Linked DNA regions of Sus scrofa: region 1 is linked to region 2. The links are chromatin contacts, called in public HiChIP or PLAC-seq maps. All regions are on one chromosome and are shown on one strand. Each heading gives the region's core, a stretch centred on a gene start, on an enhancer-like site or on the middle of the called end of the contact. The rest is flanking DNA. Distances are from core to core; before and after follow the strand shown. Region 1 holds the start of CS (citrate synthase). Region 2 holds the start of COQ10A (coenzyme Q-binding protein COQ10 homolog A, mitochondrial).

Region 1 (4,418 bases), core at 610-3,109, 35 kb before region 2:
GGGGCTGGGGTTTGTAGATAAAGTGCCTTAGTCCTTGGGTCAGTTCCCCCCTGCCCTCAGGTCAATGACAATGAAAGGCCTGGGGAGGTAGAAAGGTCCTAAGTTCTTGTCTACCGAGAGGAATTAGTTAAGAATGATATGAAAGCAGTTTCCATCGTGGCGCAGTGGAAAAGAATCTGACTAGAAACCATGAAGTTGTGGATTCAATCCCTAGCCTTGCTCAGTGGATTAAGGATCTGGCATTGCCCTGAACTGTGGTATAGGTCACATATGTGGCTGGGATCCCGTGTCATGTGGCTGTGGCATAGGCTGGCGGCTCTAGCTTTGATTCAACCACAGACCTGGAAACCTCCGTATGCCTCGGGTGTAGCTCTAAAAAGCAGAGGAAGAAAAAGATAATGAAAGGTCATTTTAGTGCTATGGTTCATTTATAACGGTCTCTGGGGAGCATGATAAAAAGTGTATAGAAGACAGCCAAATAGGTGTAAAGGTCCGGAGGTCCTATGGGAGTGACAGCAGTGATGTGACAAAAAGGGAGGTGATGAAGTTCCATTGTGGCACAGCAGAATAAAGATCCAGTTTGTCACTGCTGTGGCACGTGTTCATCCCTGGCCCAGGAAATCAGGCTGCAGGCCTTGGCCAAAGGGGGGGGGGTGAGGTGATTTTTGTTGCGGGTTGGTTTTTGACGCCTCAACTTTTTTTTTTATAGTCACACCTGTGGGTTATGGAAGTTCCTGGGCTAGGGGTGGAATCAGAACTGCAGCTGCTGGCCACAGCAATGTTGGATCTGAGCTTCTCTCATCTGTGAACTTCCCCACAGCTTGAGGCAGTGCCAGATCCTTAACCCACTGAGCGAGCCGGGGATAAACCTGCATCCTCATGGACACTATGTCAGGTTCTTAACCCACTGAGCTACAGTGGGAACTCCAAGCTCATCTTTCAGCTAGATAGATGTGGGGTGGACTGGCTGTGTGGGGTTATGTGACTGGAGTGGCACTGAAACTAATGATCTGTACCCAGAGGGCCTGACCTGCACCGGAAGCCTTCATATTAAGGGGGCCTAGTAAGATTTGGATTTCTTGGCACTAGACACAAAACTGAGAGTCCGCAAAAACCACTGGATATTCAGGGACCTACCTCAGCTTTCCTTCTCCACATTCTGGGGTCTGTTGGTATCTACAATGCCATGGCTTCCGCTTGCCTCAAATGACCTCCACCAAGTAGCTAACTCTAACATCACTGCCTCTGTCCACATTGTATCACCTCTATGGCCATTAAGTCATTGACCAAAGACACTGTTCAAGATAGCATGCCAAAGAAGTAGGACCACTTGCATTGATAGTGTATTAAGGGGTTGACTTCCGAGGACCTTTAAAAATCGAAGTCCTTAGCGCTTTTTCACTAAAAGCCATCTCAGAATTAACCCCAACTGTGGATAAGGGTTAAGGAGAAAGCCTAAGAAGGAAGTTAACTGGGGTCTCAGGCACATACTTAGCCACCTATACGCTTCCCCCCGCCCTTACACCCTTAATTAGCCTACCTCGGACGGTCCAATCCTCCCCATCACAACTGCTGTCAACGGCTTAGGGCCCGCCCCCCACGCAGGCCGGACCAATGGCCGAGCCCGGAGCAAGCCCTTGAGAGGGGGCGGGAGCGGGTTCCGGGCGGTAGGCGGGGCTTCCTTGAGGACCCCGGGCTGGGCGCCGCCGCCGGCTCGTCTACCCTTTCCCTCAGCAGCCTCCTTTCAACCTTGTCCCCCCCCCAAGCCAGCGCGGCTTCTGGGGCAGCGGCGGCGGCAGCTCCCGTTCCTGCCGCATTTCTCTTCCCTCCTTCCCTCCCCGCCAGATCTCCGAATTCGCCTGCCATGGCCTTACTCACTGCGGCCGCCCGGCTCTTCGGAGCCAAGGTGAGTAACTAAGGGAGGGAGCGCGCCGTCCTGGGGTGGGGCTGAGGAGACTGCAGGCCCTCAAGCTCCGGGGTCTCCCTCCCCTACCCAGACGCACTCCAGCGCGTCTTAAAGGCACCCTGCGCTTGGCTGGCCGCCAGCCCTGCCTGGAGCTCCCAGGGCCATGTGCTTCGCTGGCCTTCCGGCCCCTGGGGTGAAAGGAGTGCTACTCGCCCGGCTTGCGGTCTTGGGTGGGTGGGGAGGCCGGACCCTACTGTCACCTCGCATGTCTGGAGCGGCGGGGTCGGGGGTGCGGGCGGATGCTTGGCCTTGGAAAAAGGAGCCGCTAATGCAGAACATAGGTGTTGTGTTCCATTGGAGTTAGGAAAAGAGCCTGTTTGGAGGAGGGGGCGGGGTAAGACAAGTGGCCGCGGTAAGACAAGCGGCAGGGGTGAGCAAGTGTGCTCACTCTATCCCTGGACCAAAGCTGGAGCAGTAGCTAATTTCGGCTTCTGCTTTGTAGAAAGGGCCTTGTCAGTTTCTGAACTGCCTGCTTGCATTTTTCCACCCAGTTACTTTAGTGATCAAGCCGTAGCAGTCCTTGCTAGAGGAATGCGACCCTGGGTCCTCTTTGTCCTTGGAACTCTTGTACTTTTTATGTAGGAGGAGCTTGGGTGGGTGGAGCGCCTGTGTAAAACCTTCTTCATGATTATCACATATGATTGGAGAAAGAACCGGAAAAGTTATTTGCCCAAACTGCAGGCTAAGTGAAGATCCAGGGCAGAAGATAGTAATTCCAAGGTTACATGACTGGTCCTCCTACTTACTCACTCAGGTTTTGTTATTAGTTCGCTCTACCTAGGAGAGGTTCTTCTTATTCTGTGGGGTCTTTTACTTGACTTTTGCTACCCCTGGGACCATAGGAGTATTGTTGCAGGTAATGGTGCTTTCAATTTCATATTGCCAAAATTACTTTTGTCGCTGGGTAACTTGACCCTTTAAACAGAGAAACTGCTGTGCTGAGGGGAGTCCCAGCCTTCTAATCCAAGGAGGGACAGTTCCACAAGTGACCTTGACTCCTGCAAAGAACTTATACTTTCTCTTTTGCAGACAGATTAAAGCTGCCAGCACCTGAAGGGAAGGAAAGGAAAACTTTAGAATGGTGTTGGCTTACTGTGTGTTATCTTGCATGGCTGGCAGACAAGGTGAGGCCTATAGGATTTACACTGGGGTTCTTTCAGGCACTCAGCAGCAGAGTGGAGGCTGATCATTTGGGAGATACATGTCTTATTTGACAGTAGTTCTCCCACTGCCAGAGAACAGGGTAAGGAAGCCTCTTGGGAAATGAAGCAAGTTCTAGATAGTGTTTTGGCAGAATACAGGACACTATAATTAGCTCATTCCAGAGCTGCTAACCCAGACCAGATTGTCTAACCCTAGGGTGAGTTTGAAAAAGCTTTTAGAATTTAGATTTGAATTTATTTTGTCTCCTAAGCCTCTGGAGAAACTCCGAAAGCTTTTGGGTTGACCAGGTTACCTAATTATAGTGTCATTATTGTTTTGTTTACTTTCCTGTTAAAGATGCACCTAAGGATTCCAGAAACCTGTATATTGGAAGCCACTAGAAGGCTTTTGACCCTTAAAATTAACAAAGCCCAATAGTCTGAGGAGTGGAAATTTCCTGAGATCTAAGCAGTATAGCCAGGATATCAAAAAGCCTTTCACTTTGTCAGCATTGCCAGCTCCTGCCTGAGCTTTGCAGATTATCCTGTGGCTTAATTGGTACTCAGTTTTACTTTTGCTATTAAGGTAGGCTTTAGAAGGCAAAAATAGTCTTTTAACCCCAGAAAACTGACCTCTGCCCACTTTAATTCTCAGGGTTAGGTGTGGTTTCACTTTTTCTGAGAAATTTTTTTAATCTCACTAGCAGACGCAAATGCCAGTCATTGTTTTGTCATTCCACCCTACCCCCGTCAGGTAATTTAATCAACATTTGAGTTGGAGAGACCACCTCTTCAGAGCCTTAAATTATTTGACTTCTTGTTTATTTGAATGAATTTCTACCAGGCAGTGGCTTTAGAATTACATGTGGGTGTCTTAGCTTTGTGCTGTAAATACTGTCTTTTCATAGGTGATTTAGGTTGGGAATTAGAGTAGGGCCATCAGTTAACTTCTGGATTCTTTTTATTTATTTATTTATTTTTTTTTTGTCTTTTTGCCTTTTCTAGGGCCACTCCTGCAGCATATGGAGGTTCCCAGGCTAGGGGTCAAATTAGAGCTACAGCTGCCGGTCTACACCAGAGCCACAGCAACTCCGGATCCGAGCCGCATCTTCGACCTACACCACAGCTCACAACAATGCCGGATCCTTAACCCACTGAGCAAGGGCAGGGATCGAACCCGCAACCTCATGGTTCCTAGTTGGATTCGTTAACCACTGCACCACGACGGGAACTCCAACTTTTGGAGTCTTAATGCCAGAGTGACTTTACCAACCTTAGTTGCTGCTTGTACCATTGAGATTTGTTCCTCT
Region 2 (4,148 bases), core at 1,224-3,723:
AATGTAAAAATGCCAGAGAACACAGAAAAAAAACTTCCTTATCAATCCCTCCCAGACAGGGCTCACCTTGACCATGTGAGGTTTGACCATGGAAACAGCAGAAGTATAACGTTCCATGACAGGTGGAAAGCCAACCTCCAACTGGGCCTTCAGGTGACCTTTGCGGCTGGATACCACCAAGGACTTCTTACACCAGGGTACAAACTCACGATACTCCTGGACATTGGCTACCACCTCGTACATCTCCTGCATTGAGTACCTAGGGGAAGGAATCAGAGAGAGAGGCCAAGGAACTACTAGCTGAATCAGGTTCTTCCTTGGTCTAGGTGCCCTCTCCCTATACCTTTGCCTACTAATCACACACCTTTAGGAACTAGAGATCCCCAATAAGCCCAGATGATTTCCCAAAAGCAAACGTGCAACTTTCCATGATGTTAATGTTACTTTAAGTTTTGCAGTTTACAGTATGTTTTGGCATTTACTATCTTTTTTTTTTTTTTTTTTTGTCATACCCGCAGTAGAAGTTTCCATGCCAGGGATCGAACCCACACCACATCAGTGGCCCAAGCTGCTGCAGTGACAACACCAGGTCCTTAACTTGCTGTGTGCTACAGGGAAACTCCCCATTTTTTAGCTATTTTGATCCTAAGAGGGACTATCTAGGGAGAACAGAGGTTTTCAATTTTTACCCATGATCACACAAGGACTAAGAATCCCAGCTCTACAACTTTCTGACAATATGTCCCTAGGTAAATTATTGTCTCCACTATCTCCTGTGTAAATCATAGATAATAATAGTACCTGATTCATCAGTTTGTTGAAGGTCAAATGAGAAAAATCTGTGGTAAAACACCTAAGCAACCTGATTGCTTAGTAGTAGCACGTGCTCAAGAAGTCTTAGCTCTTACGAGTTCCTGTTGTGGCACAGCAGAAACGAATCCAACTAGTAGCCATGAGGTTGCGGGTTCATTCCCTGGCCTCACTAAGTGGATTAAGGATCTGGCATTGCGGTGAGCTGTGGCGCAGATGTGGCTTGGCTCCTGCGTTGCTGTGGCTGTGGTGTAGGTCAGCAGCTACAGCTCCAATTCGACCCCTAGCCTGGGAACTTCCATACGCCGTGGGTGCGGCCCTAAAAAAAAGTGTTAGCTCATATTGTGCTCAGAATAATAAAGTCAGGTCAGCAGAGAAATAATACCCTGTTGTCATGTTGTCCAACTCTAGTCACATTTCACTTAATGCACAGCAACAAAGAAGGGGGAAATTAAGGCCGACAGAGGAGGATAAAGGATCGGTAATATAGCTGGGGAGAATGGGATGGCCAGGGATGAATCCTGCCCCCTATCGCCATCCTTATGTTCTAGCCAGGACATAGTTTTTTGTTTAGAGGGAAAGGGAATGTGCAGAGAAGCTAAACAGGAGAGGATGCTCACCCCATGATCCTACGCTCGGAGTAAGCCTTTCGCTTGTTGGTGAAGGGGGCAGCAAAGCCCATAAAGGAACGTCTGGGAGATAAGTCAGCCTCAGCCGCCAAGACCTGGACAGCCCGGGGCAAGAAGAGGCTGCAGGACATCAGAAATCTAAGGCCAAAAGGAAAGGAGAGAGAAACGTCACGAATCTTTCCTTGTGTTCCTCAACCAGGTGAAAGTGAAGAGGGGCATATCCCCGAGGAAGGTCGTCCAGACAAGCTTTCCCCCTAGCACCTGCTGCAGCCCGCCAAGCTCCCCAGCCAGGCAGTCACGAGTGCGAAAAGGTCGAGGGCGGCTGAGGACAGTGCCCAGAGAGGAGATGGGAAAAAGCGGGGTGCGTGCGAAGCTCCAGTTGCCTTAGACTGGAGGGTACGCTGTTGCTGAATGCGAGGGCTCTAAAGAAACATCATAGTCCGCTGAGCCTCGCCAACCGCATTGGTGCAGGATGCCCATGAGGGGCAAGAAGTGGTTCGGTACCCACCCTGGGGACTCCGCCTCGCGAAAAACTCGCAAAAGAGTCCCCAAAGCTCTGCATTAGATGCCACGGTGCCGCTGCCGTCCACGCTGCGCTTGCAGCCAGACTCGCAACCCTCCATCACGGAACTTCGGGGTACTGGAAGACCCTCTTTGCTCGCGCGCTGCCTCCCGCACCACCGTCTCACCTCATTGGTCCTGGCGGTCGCAGAGGGCCCGGGGGCGGGGCCGGGCGCACAGAGAAGCCACCGCAACCCCGGGCAGCGGCGCGCGTACCCGCCGGGAGCCGCCGCGCGCCCGCCGAGGCCATGCGCGCGACCCTCCCTTGCCCTTTTGGCTCTGATACCCGCTGCGCCTTCCTCACTCCAGAGGAAGAGCGGAGGGAAGCGATCGCTGGGCGAGTTCAGGGCCCCCGAGGGCCGGGCCGGCGGCTCCTCCCGCCCGGGCGACTGGGTAGCCTAGAACTGAAGCCGCGACCGCTGCTCCCGCGGCTCTCAGTACCCCCACGTCACGCTGTTGCCATGGCTCAGGACCCGGAGAGGGGGGAAGGAAGGGGACCACGCGGCCTGTCGGGAGATGTAGTTTCGCACCTCTGGCGAGAAAAGGGAGCTGGAGTTAGTGTTTGAAAGGATGCAGAACGAGGTCGCCAGGGAAACTAATTTAGCGAGTCCGTAGTCACAGACTTGATACATAAGCACAGAGGCGACTTCATGGGCCTGTCGACTGCAGAAGCCCGTGGGTCTTCTGAATGTTTTTCTTAGAACCTTTACCATATTTTGCCTTGTTTATAGTTAGAAGTTCCTTTGATCTTTGTAGCCTCCATAGTGCCTAGTATCTTTGAGAAAGAAAATTAAATTAACCTTCCAAGCTCTGGGATAAGAGTTTGCGTAGTTTTCTCTTTTGATATTTATAGAGGGAGTTCTCTTGTATCTCAGTGGGTTAAGGATTCAGCATTGTCACTGCAGCTCAGGTGGCAGGGTTCGATCTCTGGCCGGAGAACTGTAGGTACAGCCAAAAAAAAAAAAAAAAAGAAAAGAAAAAGAAAGAAAAAGATGTTTATGCTATTGCAGTGCAATTCAAGCCTCTCTGCTTTAGTCTTTAGAGCATAAATCTTTTTTTTGTGTGTGTGTGTGTCTTTTTGCCATTTCTTGGGCCGCTCCTGCGGCATATGGAGGTTCCCAGGCTAGGGGTCCAATCGGAGCTGTGGCCGCCAGCCTAAGCCAGAGCCACAGCAGGGCAGGATCCCAGCCGCGTCTGCGACCTACGCCACAGCTCACGGCAACACCGGATCGTTAACCCACTGAGCAAGGGCAGGGATTGAACCCGCAACCTCATGGTTCCTAGTCGGATTCATCAACCACTGCGCCACAATGGGAACTCCAGAGCATAAATCTTTAGCCATGCCCTCCACATTCAGGAAATCTTTAGCTGAGTAGTGTTGTGAGGGTGAGGGGATACAGCTAGCATCCATGAGGATGAGGATTTGATCCCTGGCCTTGCTAAGTGGGTTAAGGATCCAGCGTTGCCATGAGCTGTGGTTGTAGGTCCAAGAGATGGCTTGGATCCTGTGTTGCTGTGGCTGTGGCTGGCAGCTGCAGCTCTGACTCGACCCCTAGCCTGTGAACTCCCATATGCTGCAGATGCCCCCTCCCCCCAGAAAAGGAGTTCTCTTGTGGCTCAAGAGGTTAAGGATACAGCCATTGTCACTACAACAGCTTGGGTCTCTGCTAAGGCACGTGTTCCACCTGCTGGCATAAGAACACCTGCTGGGGGTAACTGCCAAAAGAAAAACAAAGACTGTTACTTTGGGGTCTAATTGTTGTATGGAACAGAGATATCTTGTCCAGAAACAGGGGACTGGGGACAGATATAAACTCTCCATCTCTCCCCTTGGAGATTGGCATTCATTTTGGGATTTCTACCAGATATGGATTGATTTTATTTTATTTTTATTTTTATTTTTTTATTTTTGTCTTTTTAGGACCACACCTTCAGCATATGGAGGTTCCCAGGCTAGGGGTCGAATTGGAGCTATAGCCACTGGCCTACACCACAGCCACAGCAGCACCCAGATCCTTAACCCACTGAGCAAGGCCAGGGATCGTATCTGTGTCCTCATGGATACTAGTGAGATTTGTTTCCTCTGAGCCACGACGGAAACTCCTTATTTTAAAAGCTTGAACCGGAGTTCCCATTGTGGTGCAGCAG

What was found. HiChIP or PLAC-seq counts read pairs in DNA pulled down with a chosen protein or histone mark.
Region 1: an H3K27ac HiChIP or PLAC-seq map of skeletal muscle shows a contact between it and region 2. The contact joins the promoter of CS here to the promoter of COQ10A in region 2. A contact is called at or near these places in 1 of 5 promoter capture datasets (liver), 23 of 47 Hi-C or Micro-C datasets (alveolar macrophages, brain, embryonic fibroblasts and 12 more) and 2 of 2 datasets of contacts at active chromatin or transcription factors (alveolar macrophages and skeletal muscle).

Annotation. Positions count from the first base shown.
Region 1 is chr5:21,698,004-21,702,421 of Sscrofa11.1, reverse strand. It overlaps CS (citrate synthase), which reads left to right and starts at 1,859. Exons shown (of 11, transcript NM_214276.1): 1 at 1,859-1,906. The coding sequence starts at 1,865.
Region 2 is chr5:21,663,577-21,667,724 of Sscrofa11.1, reverse strand. It overlaps COQ10A (coenzyme Q-binding protein COQ10 homolog A, mitochondrial), which reads right to left and starts at 2,473. Exons shown (of 5, transcript XM_003126267.4): 1 at 2,129-2,473; 2 at 1,431-1,577; 3 at 67-259. The coding sequence starts at 2,250.